Regions from separate parts of the Danio rerio genome. Here region 2 is linked to region 1. The links are chromatin contacts, called in public HiChIP or PLAC-seq maps. All regions are on one chromosome and are shown on one strand. Each heading gives the region's core, a stretch centred on a gene start, on an enhancer-like site or on the middle of the called end of the contact. The rest is flanking DNA. Distances are from core to core; before and after follow the strand shown.

Region 1 (6,352 bases), core at 1,243-3,742:
TCGGGGTTTGCTGTTAACCTATTACTAAAACAAACAAACAAAAAAAAAGACAAAATCCAAAATTGATGTGTCTGGAGGTTATGAATGATCCCATATTTTGATCGGAGGTTTTATGAAGTAAAAGGGTCCGTGCAGTATTTGTGGAATATAATCCTAACATTACACTAACCTTAAGACTTTTATGGTGCAGTAGGTACATACAAAAGAAGTGAAGATTTTTAAATATGGCGCTGTAATGTTAGGTTATACACTCTCATAAATAACGTTTATGCAGTTTCTTTTCAGCACTTAAAGTTCAACAAATAACTTCTAATCAATAACTTCAGCGGCTATAAAAGTGGGTGGCACTTTTAGGAAGAAAAGGTTTGGCTTTGACTATATGGGCTCCCCAGATTTCTATTGGTTATCTTAGTTCTTTTTAAAGATCCTGAACAAAATAAAAATATGTTCTGCATTTGCATCAGACCGCACAACTTTTATTTAAAAGAGTGTATGTTCTAAAGTGAACCTCTGAGTGTGTATAAAAACAACTCAAATTAAAATTTACACTGAAAATCATAAAAAACAAATACGTTGGTGAGGGGAAAAGTCTTTAACAAGAATCACTCTCACATGAAGAAATCCGTGGAAGTGGTTTTAACGTGATTGCCGCTGGACGGGTCCCGAGTGTTGCCGCCGCCGTTAAAGGCTCGGCTCGCGAGCTTCTCGTACTTCTCCTTGTACAGGTCCCGCTCTTTGATCAGGCGCGCCACGTCTTGCTTGAGTTGCTCCACTTGGCTTTGAAGCGTGCACTTTTCGCTCTCGAGCATGTGGCGCTGCTGCACGCGCTTGTAGCGGCACGACTGCGCGTAGCCGCGGTTCTTCAGGGTTCGCCTTTTCTGCTTGAGACGGATCACCTCTTCTTTGCTGAAGCCTCTAAGTTGCCGGTTGAGCTCTCGCACTGTCATGCTCACCAGCTGCTCGTCCGAGAAGCGGTCCTCAAGGCGCGCGTGTGCGTGGTGGCCGTGGTGATGATGGTGGTGGTGCACCGGATGGTGGTGACCGTTCGTGGCTGCAGAGAGATCTTCTCCCACATACTGCTGCCCGCGGAATCCCTCGTAGGGCTGGTGGTGATGATGATGGTGGTGGTGGTGCGCGTTACCGATGAGCGCTTCCACTGCGTCCTCGGGCGTCAGGTTGAGGGCCTCTGGACTGATGTGATGCTGATAATTGGGAATCCAGTAGAGATCTTCCATCTGCGGTTTGCCCGAGGAGCCTTGGGTGTTGTTGTTACCGTTGCCACTGTTGTTGTTATTGTTGTTGACGCCGTTTACGAGGTTCTGGCCAGGCTGCGATCCAGGGCTGGGGGCGCAGAAGCTGGGCGAGGAAGGCACCGATGAGCAGGGTGTGCTGATTGGGGTGGAGGACAGTGAGCCCGGGGGAAGACGGTGGCAATAGCGGTCAGCCTCCGGGGGCTCTTTCTTGATCTCAAACTTCATGAGGTCGAAGTCGTTGACATACTCAATAGCCAGAGGGCTGTTGGGCAATTCTGCGCTCATGGCGAGATCGGTGGCCATGTCAGTCCATGCGACGACACCTACCCTAACAGCCAAAGCGTCACGCGTGTTTCACTGGGATTATGATGAAGACGACTAGTTAAGATGACAGGCCAGGGTCTAATACATTGGCACGAGCTTCTATTTATAGAAAAACATATGCCCATGCATTTAAATGTACTTATACACCTGCCACTTTGCCTCGTGTTGACAACTTATCCCAGGTCAAATTCACGCGTTAATATCACTGGCCAGGGTGGCAGAAACTTGAGACTCGTGAATTCAAAACCACCAACCTTACTCGTCCTCACTTCGCTGTGGTAAAGCACACGTGTGGTTGCAGAGAAATCGTCCTTAGAGCAACGAGACTTCAAATATCCTTCTTCACCTCTGCGGTTTAGTTCCTTCTAACTGCTGGCAACTTTAATCGTCCATGAACTTTCTTCACATGTCGAGAAAAGTCCGACACACAACGCGCGTGCATCAAGTTCAGAACACGTCAGACTTTACCTCAAAGTCCAAAGGAATGATGCTTTTGGCACAACCGGCAGCAGAAGTGGACCGCAACAATATGTGTGTGTGTCTGACAAATCTCCGTAAGATCCTCTGGTGGGACGTGCCTCCAACACAGCCCGGCGAACAATGCGCAATTCTGGCTCAGTTTACTTCTCTCCGTGGACAGATTTAAAGTTATAGACTGCTGTCACAGTTTACGGCTTGAACTTATTTTTGCACTGTTGTCCACCGCTGACACGCAGTATCACTGGAGCACTGAAAGGGGCAATGTACCACTTTATACACATGGCCCATCTGAGCGTCCCACCCAGACAACGGGACGGACCAATAGGAGAAAGCCCAGCAGTAGGCATGCATATTCTGAGAGCAACGCCTCTCTGTGGCAGCTGAGGCGAGCGCGCAGCAGCTGACAGCGCGCTGAAACAGGTGTTCCTCCCGCCCCCTAGCGACGTGGAAGGTGAACGCGAGGAAAGGGAATAGCCCAGCTTGTCTTACTTAGAAAATGTTTATCTAGAAAAGAGCAAACACTTCTTAAACGTTATATGTAACTCTGTGCTCGGTAAAAACAGATGAATACAGCTCATTGTACAATGTAATAAATAATAGTGGTGATCTATATTTTGTATAATAGCCTATGCATTTTATAATATACTAGGTGTTCTAAAAGAATACCTGCAGGACATTTTAGGTTCCCAATGAAAAGTTATTATAAGATCCTTTTATATTTTTAGATATTTTTTTTCGTATGTTGGGCATGATGTTAAAGGTTCTTCATGTAGCCATCAATGCCAATAAAGAACATTTTTACTTTCAGAGTGGAACCTTTTCCATTACACACCCTTCATAGTAGGGAAATGGTATTTTAAACAAAAAGGTCAAGAGAAAACTTACTTTTAAGAACTGCTCACTGAAATACTTGCTATATAAAATCGACTATTCATTCGTCAAATGCTTTACTTGCTCAAAATGTACTGAAAAATATATATTTTTTGGACTGCATGCATGGATTATCAAATTTTGGTTCCCATAGAACATTTCAATGAACAGTTCTTTAAAGAAAAGTTTTAAATGAGATGATAAATTTAAATGGTGAAACTATAGTTTAAACATATGCTTTAACTTTTCACAAAAAAGCCAAAGTATTAAAAATGAAGTTCATTTAGTGTGGGGAACATTTTAATAACAATCTAACCTTATATGGAATGGAAAGGTCCCACAGATGTTCTTCATGAAACAACAATAAAACACTTTTATTTTTAAGAGTAAAAAACTTAGTATCCACAGATCCTTTTCATTTTCACAAAATGCTCTTTAAAGTGGAGGGAAAGGTTTTTAAAACCTCTTATGGAGTTATAAAATACGTTTGGAATTTTGCCAGCAACTACACGTGCTCCTCTTTTCTTCTTTGCAAAATACATTAATATAAGTATAATTTAACAATAACGCAGCATCACATTCCATTTCACAACAAATGTTCATTAACATTTAAATATTGATTCAATTATTTTTTATCAAAACGTCCTATCGTTGGAAATTCAGGAGTTATGACATGACGATAATTGTTTGGGGTGAAAAGAAATCTCTAGTGTGATTGGACAGACCGTTTAAAGTTTAATTGATTAGATAATTATCTATTAAACTGCATATTTCCTCGATGCGCCGTGACAGTCATTCAGTGTATTGATCTGATAGGATAACACACACGCAACTTTCCTCCCCGCTTATGACCTATAGGCGGTGATGAACTCAATAACGCGTGATCCAGCAATAAAATCAATCCACATTTCCGCCGGATAGGGAAAAATGCGCAATTTGTGCGGGTGAGTTAATTATGATCCGCCTCGCCAGTGCCAGCCACGCTCCGGATTTCTTTCGCAATTAACCTCTAATTGCATCTCGACTCATCTGCGCGGATCGACAAATAATTAAGCCCCACGCAGCGCGCGCCTTCATCACCATAGCATATGTCTTAATCAGAGGAGCCGGTCGCGCGCTGAAAGAAGTACCAGAAGATGAGGGTCAGTCTAACACGAGCTCCTTATCGCAGAGTAAGGAATATAGATCACTAGCGCATTGTTAAAATAAGAGAGAAAGAGACCTATTCAGCAATCCTTCATTAAATAACCATCACCTAATGCATAAAACTGACCAGTTTAAACCAACAATCTTTCAGATAAAGGTGCTAGAAAGAACCAAAAAAGGTTTTCAAGGTGATCTCATCAGTGAAAAGTTGTTAAAAGGATCGTTTTTTCTTAGTTAGAAGAACATTTTCATAATTTAAAGAACAAATTGTCCACTCTAAAGAACATTTTTTTGTACAAAAAGGTTTTTGTAACATTAAATGAAAATTTCACCAAAAAAAAAAAAAAAATGCACTCTTCATTTACTCACCTAGAGTGTGGTGAGTTTCTTTCTTAAACACACAAAAGGAGATATTTTGAATAATGCTGAAAGGTGGTGCCCTTTGACATCTATAGTAGGCAAAAAGTACTATTGAATTCAATTGCTCTTGGGTTTCAACATTCTTCAAAATAAGAATAAGCTCAAACAGGTTTGGAACAAGTGGAGGGTGAGTAAATGAAGACAGAATTTGGATATTTTTTTTACTGTATTACCCCTTTAAAGGTTACTGATGTAACAATCACTGCCACTTAGCATGATTTCAAAGTGCTTATATCAATATCAGAATAAAATCTGCTGCATAAATAACTTCTCACTATACGACTGAGGCCTTTTCTAACTTTACGTAACATGCTAAGACTTCCTTTCCAGGTGCCAATGAGTGAAATACAGACACGCTTGAGGCTCAAATCTGCCAACGGAGGGGAAAAAAGAAAAGGAGCCTAAGAGGACGGGACAAATCATATCAAGGTATTTGAAGTTGAAGGTGCGCTAAGTCATTATGGGGGTTTTATCAAATAAGCACGAGTGGACCTCAAAGTCCAAGCTAAGCAGTCCGCTTTGAAAATGCCACATTTAAGAAGATCTGCCATCGTCCATTCAGTGAGCGGAGGTGGGTGGGTGTGGATGTGGCCGAGGGCTTGAGACATAAATTTTTGAAGTCAGGGCTTTCATTGTGCCTTTGCATATTGGGAGTTAGCTGCTGGTGCAGTTCTACCGATTTAAGCAAAATGGACATCAGCATGGCCAAGGAGAAAAAAAGGAGTTTGATAGTGTAAAAGAGAGAAGGGGGGGTTTGGATTGGACAACTATGAATATGAGTGAAACGGATTTGTCCGGTTAACCCGTCTTTAGCCAAAATACAGCAGTTGAGAGGTGTGAGGTGGAGTAGGGGGTTATCAGAAGAAGGTTTGGAAAGCAGGTTTTTGTGGGTCTCAAAATCTCACAAAATTCCCATTCAAATACTCAGCAATAATCGCTTGGCTATATTCAAACTAACAAGTATACAAACTTCTATGAAGTTCTCAGCAGAAAAGTGAGCCATAAAGAGCCAGCTGACAAAAAGCAGCACAACAGTTTTAGAAACCGTATTAATCAGCAACTTTAACTTAATTGTAACGATGCCTTAGATTGTAGTTTAGGGTGATTATCATGTAACTATACAGATGTATAATCTAATTCACAGCAAAATTTGTAATTAATTTGTGGATTTATGCAGAATGATTTTGAGAGTGTAGGATCTGAAAACCTTAGAATGTTAATTTAAGTTTAACAATCAAAATCAGACACATTTAGAACCCTTTTTTTTGTGAACAAAGCTAAAATACAGAATATATATATAATGTTATGACATATATGTATACCAGCTTTCTATATATGTATGTATATATATATATATATATATATATATATATATATATATATATATATATATATATATATATATATATATATATATATAAATAACACAAATAAAAAAGAAAGTAGTAATTTCTAAATTTACATAGACTTGTATTTAATCTTGGTTTTTGCAACATATTTCAAAAAAGTTGGAACAGTAATGCATTTACCACTTTGTAATGTTGCTATTCCTTTTCACACACTCAAAAGACGTTTAGGGACTGAAGTCATCAAGTGATGAAGTGTTTCAGGTGTGATTTTGTTCTATTCTTCCTGCAAATAAATCTTAAGATGGGCAACAGTACGGGGTCTTCTTTGTCACATTTCGCACTTCAAAATGTGCCACACATTCTCTATTGGAGACAGGTCGGGACTGCAGGCAGGAAAGTCAAATACCTTTATCCTCTTCATTGTGATGTGCGCAGAAAGTGGTTTTGCACTGTCTTGTTGAAATATGCAGGAGTGTTCTTGTAAAAGAAGGCAGCATATTGCGCTCCAAA
Region 2 (6,352 bases), core at 2,212-4,711, 130 kb after region 1:
TTGTACATTTAAAACTATATACTCGCTCTCCTTCAAAGCACTGGGGTTTTACCCATTTGTTATCCTGATTTAGTCATTCATTCATTCATTAATTTTCCTTCAGCCTAGTCCCTTTATTCATCAGGGGTCACCACAGCAGAATGAACCGCCAACTAATGCAGCATATGTTTTACACAGCGGATGCCCTTCCAGCTGCAACCCAGTACTGGGAAACTACCCATATACATTCACACACATACACTACTACGGCAAATTTAGTTTATTCAATTCATCAATAGCACATTTCTTTGAACTGTGGGGGAAACCAGAGCACCCTGAGGAAACCCACGGCATCATTGGGAGAACATGCAAACTCAACACAAAAATGCCAACTGGCCCAGCCAAGACAAGAACCAGTGATCTTCTTTTTATGAGGCCACAGTGCTAATCACTAAGCCACCATGTCCCCCTATAATTTAATAATTTAAAATAAGAGTATGATCACTTATTCTTTCATATTTTGCACAAGAATAAATACATACAAGTTGCTTTAGATGAAAATGTCTGTTAAATTACTTGTTAAAAATGTGCAAGAATAAGTACTCTGTGTTGTTTTGTTTTTACATAAATACAATTGCTAATCTCAATAATCCATCTGTAGCATTTAACACAACTAAGTTTAAGTGCGCTTATTCATTTATTCAGACAAACAAGTGGCATTTATCAGAAAATGGAATTAAAACAATTGTTTATTATATTGAGCTGGCCATTAAGTTTTAATATTTGTGCATCCCAAAAAAAATACTTCACATATTTTCTGCTTTTGTGGTACATTCTACAATTTTACCGAAGCAAAACACTCACTTGCTAGGAGATCGTCTGATGATCTTGGTTCGACTCCTCAGCTTAAAGGCGCCAACTGACAATGCGGCTGTAGCAGGGATATTAGGAGACAAGGTAGATCCCTTTTCCCCCTTTTGGCCATTGTTGTTAGCAGTCCACCGATACACAGTGCTCTTATGGGTCGTCCTTGAAGCTGAACTAGATGTACTTGCATTAGCATTTTGTCCAGCCGCCTTCCAGCGATAGCGACTGGTATGACTAGCATGGGATGTAGTGACAGCACCAGCTCTAGACTTTTTTAAAGGCGTCACAGTCACTGTGGTATACTTCTTTTCTTTCTTGATTCCCTCCATTCCACCTTGAAAAGTTCTTACAGGGGCTTTAAGAGATTTTGGCGAAAGCGGTTTGCGTGGCAATTTCACTGAAGGGTTTGCTTTCCCAGCTGTTGACAAAGAGCAAGATGAAGACACCCAAGTGTACTTTGAGGTCTTAGGAGCTCCGGGGGAATTATTAGGCTTGCGAGACACCCTCTTACTAGAGCTGGAGGCTCGTCTGGTGAAAATCATCCCAGGAGAAGATCCTGAGGTTAGTGGCTTAGGTGTGCTGTTTATGTTTACCGTTTCTTGGCTTTTTACCCAAGTAAACTGAGATCTCTTATGGCATGGTGAGGCTGCATGTGTCTGAGTTGAGTCTAGCTTTACCTGGGGCTTTGCTGGACTCACTGTAGCCTGAGACTGAAGGTTAGAGGCAGAAGAAGCCGTAGTAGAATCTTTTTTGGCAGATGGGATTACAACAGTCCTATTGGATGAGGATGAAGGGGGGAGGTGTGGTTTGACTTGAAGCTGAGCTGCAGCTTTGACAGTTGAAGGAATAGAGGGATTGTTCACTGCTGATGATTTTAAAGTGGGTTTTATCTTTCTTTCAGACCCCGATGATGAAGTCGAGTCAGTTGTTTCATTGGTAGAGGAACAGCCATGATGAACTTTTTCTGTTGCAGACAAAAGCATTGTCGTTTTTGTGCTCTCTTCACTTTTCTTCTCTTTTGAAGTGTCACACTGAACACCGTGTGAAGATGGTACAGGTTTTTCCTTGGTTTGTTTAGGTTGCTGCTTTTTAAATGAAACACTGTTGCTCCCAATAAGTCCATCATTACTCCCAGTGGCAGTTGCTCCAGATGTGCTAATGTGGAGAGAAGGATGGCTTACAGCTGAATGGAATACATGACTCCCAGATGCCCTGTTGGTCTTGTTGTTAAGCGAGTATGTTTTCCTCCAGCTGCCAGAAGAATGAGCCATATGTGGCAATGATGAATATGATTGTGTGTAGTGTGCGGCATGACCTCGACCTTGGCCCTGGCCACTCCTTAAACCACGTCTGGGATGACCCCATTGGCCAGCGCTTGATGGAACGTCACCATGGGTACTTTTATAGTCATTAATGAGGTCTGCAAAAGTCATGAGGAAGTGTGTGAAATTACAGCAGATTATGTAAAAAAGTTAATAAGATGGAATAATTCACATTAGATTTTTGATTTTCTGAGATTCTGTAATGTACAATATTTTCCTTAAATTGGATTTCTACAAAGAAACCTGTTAAAATCCTCTCTTGTGAGAACAATTTTTGGTAAATCATTACATAAATTTGTATTCGTTTAAATCTTCTAATCATTTTTGATAATCAACTTTTGATTATCATTTTGAACCAATCAACTGTATGCAATCATATTTTGTATTATTTTATATAATTATTGCATAATGGGTTTTTATTCCTATATTTATTTGTTATTATACCAATTTATTTATTGACCTAAATATAAATATATATTTTTCCATGGTGTTGTTTTATCATTTTAACTAATTACTCGCTATTTACCCTTTTGTATTTGTTTTATTTAAGTTTTACTTTATCCCCTAAAAATCCAGTGCGAAAATCTGAACTTAAATACATAATTGCTGGTCATTATGCCATTAAACATGTCTATCCGTCATAATGTCACAGACAATGTACACAATCATGGTTTAAAAGTTACACAATAGTCAAAATCACTTAATATGAGTTACACATTCATTAGCTTCCAAGAAAACACATGTGACAGCATGTCAGGAAAACAAACAACAGCATAATCTTAAACTAAGTTAATAAAAAATTATTAAGCAGAAACACCCATACAATTCTATCACTTTCATTGACATTCTAGCATAGGGTCTTGTTAATGTAACCTTTAAAAAAATATCTTGTTTATTAAAGTTCTAACTTAAGTGACCAAGTTTCTTGGTTTATTGACCTGATGACGTTATGTATAACAACAGTTTTACTAATAACGTAAATACATGATATTACATGTATTACAGAGACTACAAACACATAACCACATTGAAAGGTGTTACTGTGGGCAGTGTTATCTTAGCTTCAGGGAATAACCGTTAAGTCAGCCACGTTGTAACTGAACAGTTAATTCAAAAGGTAAGAGTAACGTTAACTAAAAACCAGCAGAGGGTTCGAAAAAGGCTAAAACAATTGTCGAATTACGATATAAATTCAACATATTAAATGACGAAATCACTCTTACTTTGCAGCTCCTCTATTTCTCTCTTAAGCGCTTCACGTTCAGCCATCTTCACACCAAAACACGACCGTCATAAAAACCGCGACGCCGGCTGTGATGACGTATACAACCAACATCCAATCACAACACGGCTCTCAACATGACTCTTTACTTTTGGTTTTGCTCAAAAACACTTCCCCTATCTTTACAAAACATCGACAGCACAGAATGTCAGGGGTAGTTTTATTTAGAACACCATTATATACTTCTGACAATCTCTTTAAATTCTAGTAAACGTTTAATCGTAGTACACAACGTATGTAGAGAAAGACGAATAGTTCTGCTAGAGTTCTGCTGAGTTTACTTTTTTAACAGAAATCGAAAGTATTGACATCGGTAAGTAATGAGCATAAACTCTTCAAATGTTTGTGAAGTTTAAATATAAAATTGAAATGTAATTTTAAAATTAAATTATTATTTTATATTGTCACTTTGAAGTGCTTATTTATTATTAAAAAGTTTTTTTGAAGTTTGTAGCAAACTAACGATTGACTGTTTCTATTTTTACAGGGTGTCTAGAAACTATCACCTACATCTAATAATGCAGTTGTATGAATCGCTTAGTTTTTTTGGAATTATTTGAATGACAAGAGTAACATGCATTGCTCAGAGGAAATGAGCAAATAAATGAACATTTTGCCCACGCTGGAAACACTGCTGTCAACCTGAAAGCTTGTTATACTTCAGTTTTCCAAGTGACACTTTTGAGAAATGGCCGCAGCCAACAAGAAGATATACTTCATTATCACTGCGAAGCCTCCTTCACCAAATAGCTTCATTGATGCTGGTGAAATATGCTACATAGATAAACAACAGTATGAGTCCAGGCTAAAAAGAAAGGCTACAGACACTTTACCTGTAGTTCGTATGGGTAGCTTACTTGAAACCGACCTTGATAAAGTTCTTCTGATGCCATTGAGCATCAGGGAAGCAGAATTACTGCTGGCTCTTGAACCTAATGAAGACCGACTTTTGGCACTGAAAGATAAAAAGGTTTTACAGGAGGCCTCAAATCTGACTACAGACGATCAGGTTTATGTGGAATACAATGGGAAACAACTCAAAGGTATAATTCGATACATTGGCAGTATTACGGATTACAGCATTAATCCTTTAGCAGGAACATTCTTTGGGGTGGAACTACAGGTGAGTTGTTCGTGTAAGAGAAAGTGTGTCTCTGTAATGTTGAATAGAGAACAATTCGTAGCAATGCAAAAAAAAAAAAAGTTTTTGTTTTAATGAAATGCTCTTTTCTCTTCTGTTTTTTTAGGGTGGCGACAAAGGAAAGGGGCAAAATGATGGCTCCTACTATGGCAAAACATACTTTAAATGTTCCAAAAACTCAGGAATATTTGCACCTTTTACAAGAATCACACCAATAGATCATAAGCCTTCAGCACCACCCCTATCAACTCCACCTCTCTTGTCCATGACATCAAGTGAGCCTCTTGATGTTGGAGACAGAGTAATCTATTTCTTTGACAATAATCCTCACCATGGCATGGTTATGGATATAAAGGACATGCAAGATGGTAAAATGGTTCTCATATCTACTGTGAGTATTGACTCTTTGTTAGAGTGACTCAAACTAATAATTAACCCCAAAATCAATTGTGGTTCTAAGACTGTTTGATTACTTTGTTAAGTAGATGAATGAATCAAATAGTGAGGTTAAGTTAATAATGACAGCATATTTTGAGGGGGTGAACTTTTTGTAATACTTTGCCTAGATGCTAAGACAAAACCAAAACTAGGCTGGTATGATCATACAAAGTCAAAAAATGAAAGATTTAATCTGAATGTTCTTATAAAGGTTAATCATAGAATAACTATTAATATTAATAGCTATATGTTAAATAATAAGTTAATGTTTAAGAATTGTTTTTATTCTAACAAGTTTAAGGAAAAATATCGTGCCTAATCACTTCTAGGCACATTTTTTGTCAGTTGCTGAACAGTAAAGCATTGACAGCCAATCAGCATTTATTTATTTTTATAGGGCATCAAACATATGAATTGACACACATAAGCAAAGTATTTGCTTATAATAAATTGAACAATACTGAGTGTTGGTGTGGAGGCTAACATAGTTATCAGAGTAGTGATAATAGTTGTTCTTGGTGTGGACAAGTTTTTAGATTTGGATATACACAGTACTTTATTAATCTTATTATGGAAATCTCACAGCACAATAAAATTGTTCTAATTTCTGGTCAGCTCTTGCTAAATTGATCATACTGTAAGATGAGCTTTTGTATAATGGTACAGAAAGCAAGAATGGTTTACTAAAAATGCTTCTTTTTTCAGGATAAAGATGAAGAGGGCAAACAAGGTGGAGAGATATTGGTCCCACTGGATTGCATAATGAAAGAGGAGTTGTTAAATACTGGTAATCCATATGTTGTGTAATTGCATTTTTTGTGTACATTAACAGTAAAGAATACTATACAACAATAATTGCTGTTTTTCTATATAAAAATATGACTAGATGAAAAAATGGACACTTCACAGAACCAAGAGATGGACAGCGCTTCTGATTCAGAAGGAATCTCGGTTGGCTCCCTAGTGCAGTATATGGGCAATAAACTTGGAATTGTCCGCTGGATTGGATATCTACCTGATTTTTCTGAGAAGAGTGCTGGGCTGGAAGTGGTAAATTCTCTATTCACTAATTCAACTGTTGTCATCTTTCCTAAAGAAATCTTAAAGTTTTTAAATAATCAAATAGTTAAATTCCTTTTAAAAAGTGAAATGTATGTATTTTGTATTAGGTGACAGGCAGTGGAGTGTGTGATGGAAAATATAAAGGAAAACAGTACTTTGACTGTGATCCTAAAAGTGGTTTATTTGTGAAACTGTCAGTTTGTCGGCCTGATGATTCTGTCTCTGGTGCAAATGAGAACAAATCTAATGGATACATTGGTA

What was found. HiChIP or PLAC-seq counts read pairs in DNA pulled down with a chosen protein or histone mark.
Region 2: an H3K4me3 HiChIP or PLAC-seq map of embryo shows a contact between it and region 1, with 2.6 times the contacts expected there. The contact joins the promoter of zc3h3 here to the promoter of mafaa in region 1. A contact is called at or near these places in 1 of 18 Hi-C or Micro-C datasets (an unstated tissue) and 1 of 4 datasets of contacts at active chromatin or transcription factors (embryo).

The regions. Positions count from the first base shown.
Region 1 is chr6:35,222,262-35,228,613 of GRCz12tu, forward strand. It overlaps mafaa (MAF bZIP transcription factor Aa), which reads right to left and starts at 2,493. Exons shown (of 1, transcript NM_001082940.2): 1 at 1-2,493. The coding sequence starts at 1,556. The coding sequence ends at 609.
Region 2 is chr6:35,352,052-35,358,403 of GRCz12tu, forward strand. It overlaps zc3h3 (zinc finger CCCH-type containing 3), which reads right to left and starts at 3,462. Exons shown (of 12, transcript XM_684588.6): 1 at 3,392-3,462; 2 at 844-2,266. The coding sequence starts at 3,437. It overlaps cyldl (cylindromatosis (turban tumor syndrome), like), which reads left to right and starts at 3,560. Exons shown (of 15, transcript XM_003198803.5): 1 at 3,560-3,763; 2 at 3,938-4,573; 3 at 4,698-4,982; 4 at 5,735-5,816; 5 at 5,916-6,079; 6 at 6,199-6,349. The coding sequence starts at 4,139.